Regions from separate parts of the Mus musculus genome. Here region 2 is linked to region 1. A link is a contact called in public Hi-C data. All regions are on one chromosome and are shown on one strand. Each heading gives the region's core, a stretch centred on a gene start, on an enhancer-like site or on the middle of the called end of the contact. The rest is flanking DNA. Distances are from core to core; before and after follow the strand shown.

Region 1 (3,551 bases), core at 692-3,191:
GTGACTTGTGGAAGCTAGGGCCAGGTAGGGTTATCCATTGGGTCATCTCGTGAAAAGAACTTGCCAGAGATCCCTTTCGACCCCTCGTGGTCTTCGTCCCTCTGATGAAGTGACTCTCTAGAGAACCTAAGGACAGGCTACGGGGTCACTTAGAGAGATAACTGGCTGGCCTAAGAGCAAGTACAGTGGGATCCGCGTACTGGATGGCCCCTGAACTCCGCAGGACCTGTTTACTTGAAAGTAGGGGGAGGGGGGCTTAAGCCGAACCTCAGGGAGGACAATACCAGCCAGAGGCAGGCTGGGCGTGTGCAGTTACCGGCCAGACCCCTGAAGACTCTTAGGATGGAGGAGTCAGACTCTGCCTGAAGAGAGGGAGTCTCCCGCCGGGCCAGAGAGCTAATCTGCCGAGCTGAACCCAACTCTGGCCGCCGTGACGTCATCCGCGCCCGGCAACCAATGAGGGCATTGCTGGCGTGGATATTAAGGAAAGTTAGCGCCTGCCGGAGCACCCTCTTTTCTTATCGTTGACATTTAAACTCTGGGGCAGGTCCTCGCGTAGAACCCGGTTGTCAGATCTGCTACTTCCCCCCGAGAAGCGGCTTTGAGAAGTGTGGGAACCAGCGCCACCAGACTCACCTGACACCCCACCCTCGGCTCACAGGTAACCGCTTTGATTCTAGCCAGACTCACCCCAAGAGTAGCGGCGCCCCTCTCCGACGTGCAACCTGTGTGTTCAGGTCATAGAAACCCTCCCCGAGTGGCCCCGGCCTTGATTTTTTTCTTTTTCTTTTTAAAGGAAGCTTACAAAGATGGTAGAGGAGTTGCTGCGGATGGGACGGGGGTGAGGGGGAGGGGATGTCTTTGCGAAGCATGCTTCTTTGTAAAAGTAACAAAATGTTGTGGTCTCAAGAGAGGACTTCCCGTCTGGCCCTGAGCTGGGGGTGATGTGGGGGGTGGGAGGGTGGTGGCTGTGGCCGCAGTCTAAAGAAATCGCTGAGATCCTAAGAAAAGCAGGCGGTGGGCATGCAGTTTGCAACACGCCTTCCCCCGATGCAATTAGCGACATTCATGCTTGGAGAAGCCACCAAGCCTCGCGCCGAATTCATGGAGCACCCCGCGGAAGGTCGGGCGACTTGCGACAAAAGTTTCCCCAAGGTTGTGTAGATGTGTGTTCCATATCGAAGTCAAAGTCTTGGGGTTCGTTTCCCCCGAAAGGAGCACAGGACGAAAGAATGCGGCCCTCCAGAGCTGGGCAGCGCGCGCGAAGGCCCCAGCGTGTGATTTGAGCTTCCTTCGGAAGACCTAATAATTAGCGATTCTCACTGAGCTAGAATGCGGGCTCGGGTTACCGGGAACGGGTTCCTAGCAGCGGCGGAGCTCTTTGCCTCGGCGGGAAGCATGTGGGCTCCAGGGGAACCCGGTTGCTGAGTGCCCTGGAGAGAGATACCCAGCCATGCTCCGGCTCCAGGAAGGCCAGAACTTGGCCGAAGTGGGTCAGGAAAGTGATTACCCCTAACTTAAACTAAAAGGTGTTTTCGCCAGGTTGGAAAATCTCTCACTCAAGCCCTAAGCTTACCAGGAGCCGCTCAGGCTGCCTGAGTCGGGGCACCGGAGCAACCCACCGGAAATTTGAGGCCATGTAGCAGGCCTGGCCTGGATCTCGCCCACTCCCACGCGTGCTCCTGACGCCCTCTCTCTAGACCCGCTGGAGGCACTTGTCCAGATCGTTTGGCTCTCAAGCACCTGTGACAGGTGCCCAGGAGTCTAACTCTGAGCAGAGTCCCCTCTGAGCGCCTCACATAGAAAGGAGGCCACGGGCAAAGTGGCCACCAGTCTGAGCACCTTACCTGAACGGGGGTCCTCTCCTCCGAGAGTTCCTTATTCCAGAGTTGAGCCGTGAGCAGTTTGCCCGCTTCGCAGTAGGAAGTGGACCTTCTCCTCTAGTCATAAATCAAACCAGCCATCCTCGGGCCTCCTCCCTCATTAGAGATGTTTATTGGAGATTGTGTTTATTCGGCTGTCACGGCGAGAAAACGCGGTGACATAATTACCTCTGACCAGAGTCCTCGCCCTGCGCCCAGGGTGAGCCAGGGACTTCCTCTGCTGTGGTCTTACTCTGCTGCCCTCCTTGATCAGAGGGCAAATCGGATTGGTGTGTCTACTTTTTCCTCCCTCAGACTTCGTATCATTTGAATTATTGGAGAACTTAGTATTCAAATTTCCGCCAGTGCCCAGACTTGGAAAAGAAAACCAAAGAGAATCCAGCTTCCAGGGAGAGAGGGAGAGAGAAGTAAGGGAGAGAGAGAGGGAAAGGGAGAGAGAGAGAGAGAGAGAGAGAGAGAGAGAGAGAGAGAGAGAGAGAGTAAATCTTGCATGAGAACTTTCTAGTGCACTGGCAGAGATGCTTGGCCAGACCTAGAAGGACGAGTGCCTGTATTTGTGGTATTATTTTTTCTTTTGCTTCCCTTTTTCATTCCTTTTCTTTTCGGGAGGAATCTGGCTGCAGAGCCTTGATCCCAGAGTTCGGATATTCTCCCAGGTGGACCCCGATCTCCGAGGAAACAACCAGGGCTTAATCCCTCATTGCTCTGTCCCTGACTCCCAATCCCCACAAGTTTTTCCCTGATGGGGAGGCTTCAAGTCACCATCTGTGAGACTGGGTTAGGAAATGATGAAAAGCGCCAAATTGTTCTCTAATTGAAAAATACATTGTTTTTTTGGAGGAGTGTGCACTGACAAAGTATCTGGGATTTCAGCTTTTGATCCCTTGCTACTGCTGCCTCTGCTCTCCAGTCACTAATAAAACTCGCATTGAGCCCCTTAGTGCCTTGATTAACAGGCAGATTAACTCTTACTGGGGTTGGGAACAGCTTGTCTCAATCAATGTCATTTTAAAAGCCTGTCAGGATGTGCTTAGTTCGGTTCCAGGCTGCTGGAGTGAGCCAGCCCTGACATTTGCTCTCTCTTTCCCAGTCTCAAAATCCTGAGCATCAGGCCTGCACGTTTCTAGCTCCTGAACAAAACAAATGGCAGGAGTCAGTCCCTGGCCCTTCTACCAGGCAGCTGTTCAGACATATTCTATAGAGCGGTGACCTTAGCAAGCTTTTCATTTGAAGCTGAACACTTACCTCTTTAGTACTGAGGTTAGAAGAAAAGGAGACTTGAAGGAATGTCCCGGGGTTGGAGAATGGAAAGAGAACTTTTCTAGACACCCTATCTGTAAAAATCCCAAAACGATGGGATTTCAGGGTGTCCTATGCGTTAGAGACTTTGAATCTACTTTCCATATAGACAACTGTAGGATGTGGAAGAAAGGAAGCTTGAGAGTTAACTAGCCTCCTACAAGAAAGCTCTTTGCTGGGACACCCATCCGGACAATGCCGGGATTTAAGCATTTTAGGGGTGGGCTGGGAGGGAAATGGAGGGGGAGAGGTGCTGACCAATATGAAGAGAAGAGGATTGGACCCGCGAGCGCCCAGATACACTAACCATTTGGCAAGAAGAAAGGAAAGGAAAGGGCACCATGGCTTTTTCCAGTCAAGCTAAAGCCT
Region 2 (3,551 bases), core at 379-2,878, 650 kb after region 1:
CTCCTTAGAAAGTTTTTGATTGACATGGGACCACTACTGTGGCCTTCTTTCTTTCTTGATTTCTCCTTATTTATTTTTTCCATCTATTTTCTGGGATCCTTGGCTGACAGAGAACCCAAAAGACAACATGATATCTACAGACTTTCAAAGATATCTAGAGAAATACGTCTCAATACAAGGTACTTAAAAAAAAAACACTACTCTCTTTTTCATGCCCACCAAGCTCTTTAGACATATCCTGAGCAGTGATGGTTAAAATCCACTCCATCCATGAAACCCAGACACTATTGCATATGCCAGCAAGATTTTGCTGAAGGGACCCTGGTATAGCTGTCTTGTATGATGCTATGCCAGTGCCTGGCAAATACAGAAGTGGATGCTCACAGTCATCTATAAGTTGGAACACAGGGCCCCCAATGGAGAAGCTAGAGAAAGCACCCAAGGAGCTTAAGGGGTCTGCAACCCTATAGGTAGAACAACAATATGAACTAACCAGTATCCCCAGAGCTGTGTCTCTAGCTGCATATGTAGCAGAAAATGGCCTAGTTGGCCATCACTGGGAAGAGAGGCCCCTTGGTATTGCAAACTTTATAAGGGGAATGCCAGGACCAAGAAACCAAGAAGTGGGAGTAGGTAGGTGGGTAGGGGAGCAGGGCAGGGGGAGGGGATGGAGAACTTTTGGGATAGCATTTGAAATGTATATAAAGAAAATATCTAATGAAAGAAAGAAAGAAAGAAAGAAAGAAAGAAAGAAAGAAAGAAAGAAAGAAAGAAAGGAAGGAAGGAAGGAAGGAAGGAAGGAAGGAAGGAAGGAAATATCCACTCCATAATTCACTGGGTATGCAAATAGAAACATCTTGGAATAATCTCCAACCCCAGACTTCAGACCTCAGGAAACTACTTTTAACTTCCTCCAGCTTCTTTGCTTGTAAGGAGCATATTTCTAGTTTCCTTCAAGGCATCTGCTATAATGACTTGTTGGATGTCATTTTTTCCTATATTTTATCTTACATTGTGCTAGTTTTTGTTTTTAAACAAAATCTTTCCATGTACAAACTCTTAGCATCCTTTTGAAGTGCTGTAAGTTTAGGCTATAAAAATGTTTCAGTGGGTAGCAGACTTGCAGCAGGAGCCTGAAGTCTTGAGTTCAGATTCTAGCACCTACATAAAAGATGGGTGTGGTCACACACCTATAACCTGAGAATGGTGGGGACAGGGAGACAAGAGGACTTCTAGGGCTTGCTGGCCAAGAGCCTAGCTCTAGGTCTGGTTGGAGACCCTGTCTCAAAAGAATAAAAGAGTGAAGGGACAGGCCAGTCAATGTCCTCCTTTTGCCTCAGTGGATGTGTACAGATGCATGCTCCCTGTATACACATAAACACGCATGCCACACAATTCACCACATTCCATTAATGCACATGCAAAATAAAGAAAATCATAAAAATAAGTAACTCTAACTTTCCTGAGGGTTGGACCACATCAAAATTCTTTACATTTCCTGTGATGTCTAGCCTAGGCACACAAAGAGACATATGGATCAATAGACATTATCATCTCCCTTACTTGCAGAAAATAAATATGGAAACTTCAGAGAGTTTATCTGCTAAATACATGACATACCAAAGCTATCCTTTGGGAAGCAGATGCTGCAACCTAGAGTCTCCTGGGAGTTCCAGCCTAAACAAGCACTCAGTAAAAGAGGTCTTATTTTATATTTTATTTTATTTTTCTTACAAAGCTTGCACTTGGTAGAGGCTTTCCATAGCTGCAAAGAGAACTTGCTTTTACACCAAGTATGAAACCCCTGAGTCCAGGAGATAATGATAGGGTTTTAGAGCGGAATATAGATTACTCCTATGGATCCAGAATCTAAATAGCCAGAAAACTCACCCAACTAGAAAAGCAACATAGAGCAGGTAAAAGACATTTTCACAAAACAAACTTCCAAGAGATGTTACGACTGGCTTGGTATCTATTTGTTTTTCCTAGATACATGCATGATGCTCATACCATGAGCCACATAAGCTCATAATAAGCCCACCTGAGCTCCCACTATATGACATAACCTTTTAAAAATCACCTCAATGATCTTTAATTAAATATAATATAAAGACAGATAAATTGTTGAAATAAGTATCATTTTCAGCATCATAATTGAAACAATCTCTCATTCCTACAAATTCCCAATGCCTTGAGGTTGATTATGACTATAGGCCTATTATTCTTGCCTCTTAATTGCTACTAAAATGCAGCTTCTGCTTAATCTAGTTGTCAAAGTAATGTCAAAGACAAAGCTAAGGTGGGTATGAAATAACATAGATCAAAACTTATATTTGTTATTTTATCCAAAAACTCCAAAATAAAATAGAACAATGTTTAATATGTAAAAGTTACTTAATCTCTAAGCTTTAGAATCACAGAACAATAAATGCTTCATTCTTCAGGATCCTGTTTCTGATTTATTAACATAAATTACTTTTTTATATTTAATAGTCAATACATTGTAAGGTAAATACTTAAAACACTTCCTACATTGTTCTGGTAAAAGACTGAAGAGTAATCTTCAAGTTTTCAGCTGTGCATCTAATCTTCTAAATCTTGGGTGGGGTTCAAGGTCAGCTTGTGTGTATTCTGTTGTTTTTCTGAATTATTTCTTTCTTATGTACACAACTTGAACCTTACAATTCTTCTTACCATTCAAATTAATGAGATTTTGGGGGCTATTATCAAATCTCATCAAAGTAGGACATTGTTACTATTGCTTCTACAATTTGTATGTTTATTTTTTTCTTCAGAGTTTGGGCACTTAATGTTGGTCTTATAAAATGAATTTTATCCAAGTCAGTGCATGAAATGTATTATTGCATTGTCTAGAATCATACTGTTCACTGTTTTCGAGGAATTGTGTACCTCAGCCTTAATTATAGACAAATCTATGTGGTCTAATCTAGCGGCTTAAACAATCTTAAAAATGGGAAAGCAATCAGTTAAGTAAAGAAATAGGTCTTTGTATCAAGCAAAAAGTTAACTGATTCCCTTAAGAGTCACGGCACTTGAATTCACATTTGACATGCACGTTTGTAAGCTGCCGCTGATTTGGGTTGGAGTTTGAATATCTATTATTTTTCTAAATCAGACTCAAATTATATATTGCATCATTTTATTACTATGTTCATTACACTGCTTGAGAAATGTTATTGTATCCCAAGAGAGTTTCAAGAGAAAATTCTTTCAACTAGGGTACATTCTGGTCTGTTTTAGTTTGTAACTAAATCCCAAGAGTGTCAAATAATACCTTCCTATCTTGATGCATACAGTCTCACACATATATCTAGAGTTGGCCACAATATCATAGCTTTACCAAAGACTCTGAAAACACCATGTAAAGTGTTACCACTTTCTGTGTCTTCATCAGATGCATTCAATAGGGCATTATGTTGGTGTTATGCCTAAAATGATCAGATTAGAATTAACAGAGTCAATATTGAACTGTATTTCTAAAAGAAGATACCATTCAACCAAAAATATTAAGGACTAACCTTATTTTCTGT

What was found. Hi-C and Micro-C count contacts between places; a contact is called where the count stands out from the background.
Region 2: a contact with region 1 is called in a Hi-C map of olfactory sensory neurons, with 2.5 times the contacts expected there. The contact joins the enhancer-like site here to the promoter of Pax6os1 in region 1. A contact is called at or near these places in 1 of 39 promoter capture datasets (hippocampal neurons), 5 of 484 Hi-C or Micro-C datasets (cerebellar granule neurons, cerebellum, cortical neurons and 1 more) and 6 of 115 datasets of contacts at active chromatin or transcription factors (astrocytes, embryonic forebrain, embryonic hindbrain and 3 more).

The regions. Positions count from the first base shown.
Region 1 is chr2:105,668,389-105,671,939 of GRCm38.p6, forward strand. Pax6os1 (paired box 6 opposite strand 1) reads right to left here and starts at 1,942. Exons shown (of 4, transcript NR_002867.2): 1 at 1,848-1,942. It also overlaps a transcript of Pax6 not described here.
Region 2 is chr2:106,314,998-106,318,548 of GRCm38.p6, forward strand. The region is part of intron 6 of Dcdc5 (doublecortin domain containing 5); the gene reads left to right. Among named protein-coding and RNA genes, the nearest start is that of Gm36036, 93 kb to the right of the region's middle. Within about 2 kb of position 1,629, at least 1 of the 459 cell types and tissues checked has an H3K27ac peak or open chromatin away from gene starts, as enhancers often do. A contact at or near this core is called in olfactory sensory neurons, where this site is marked.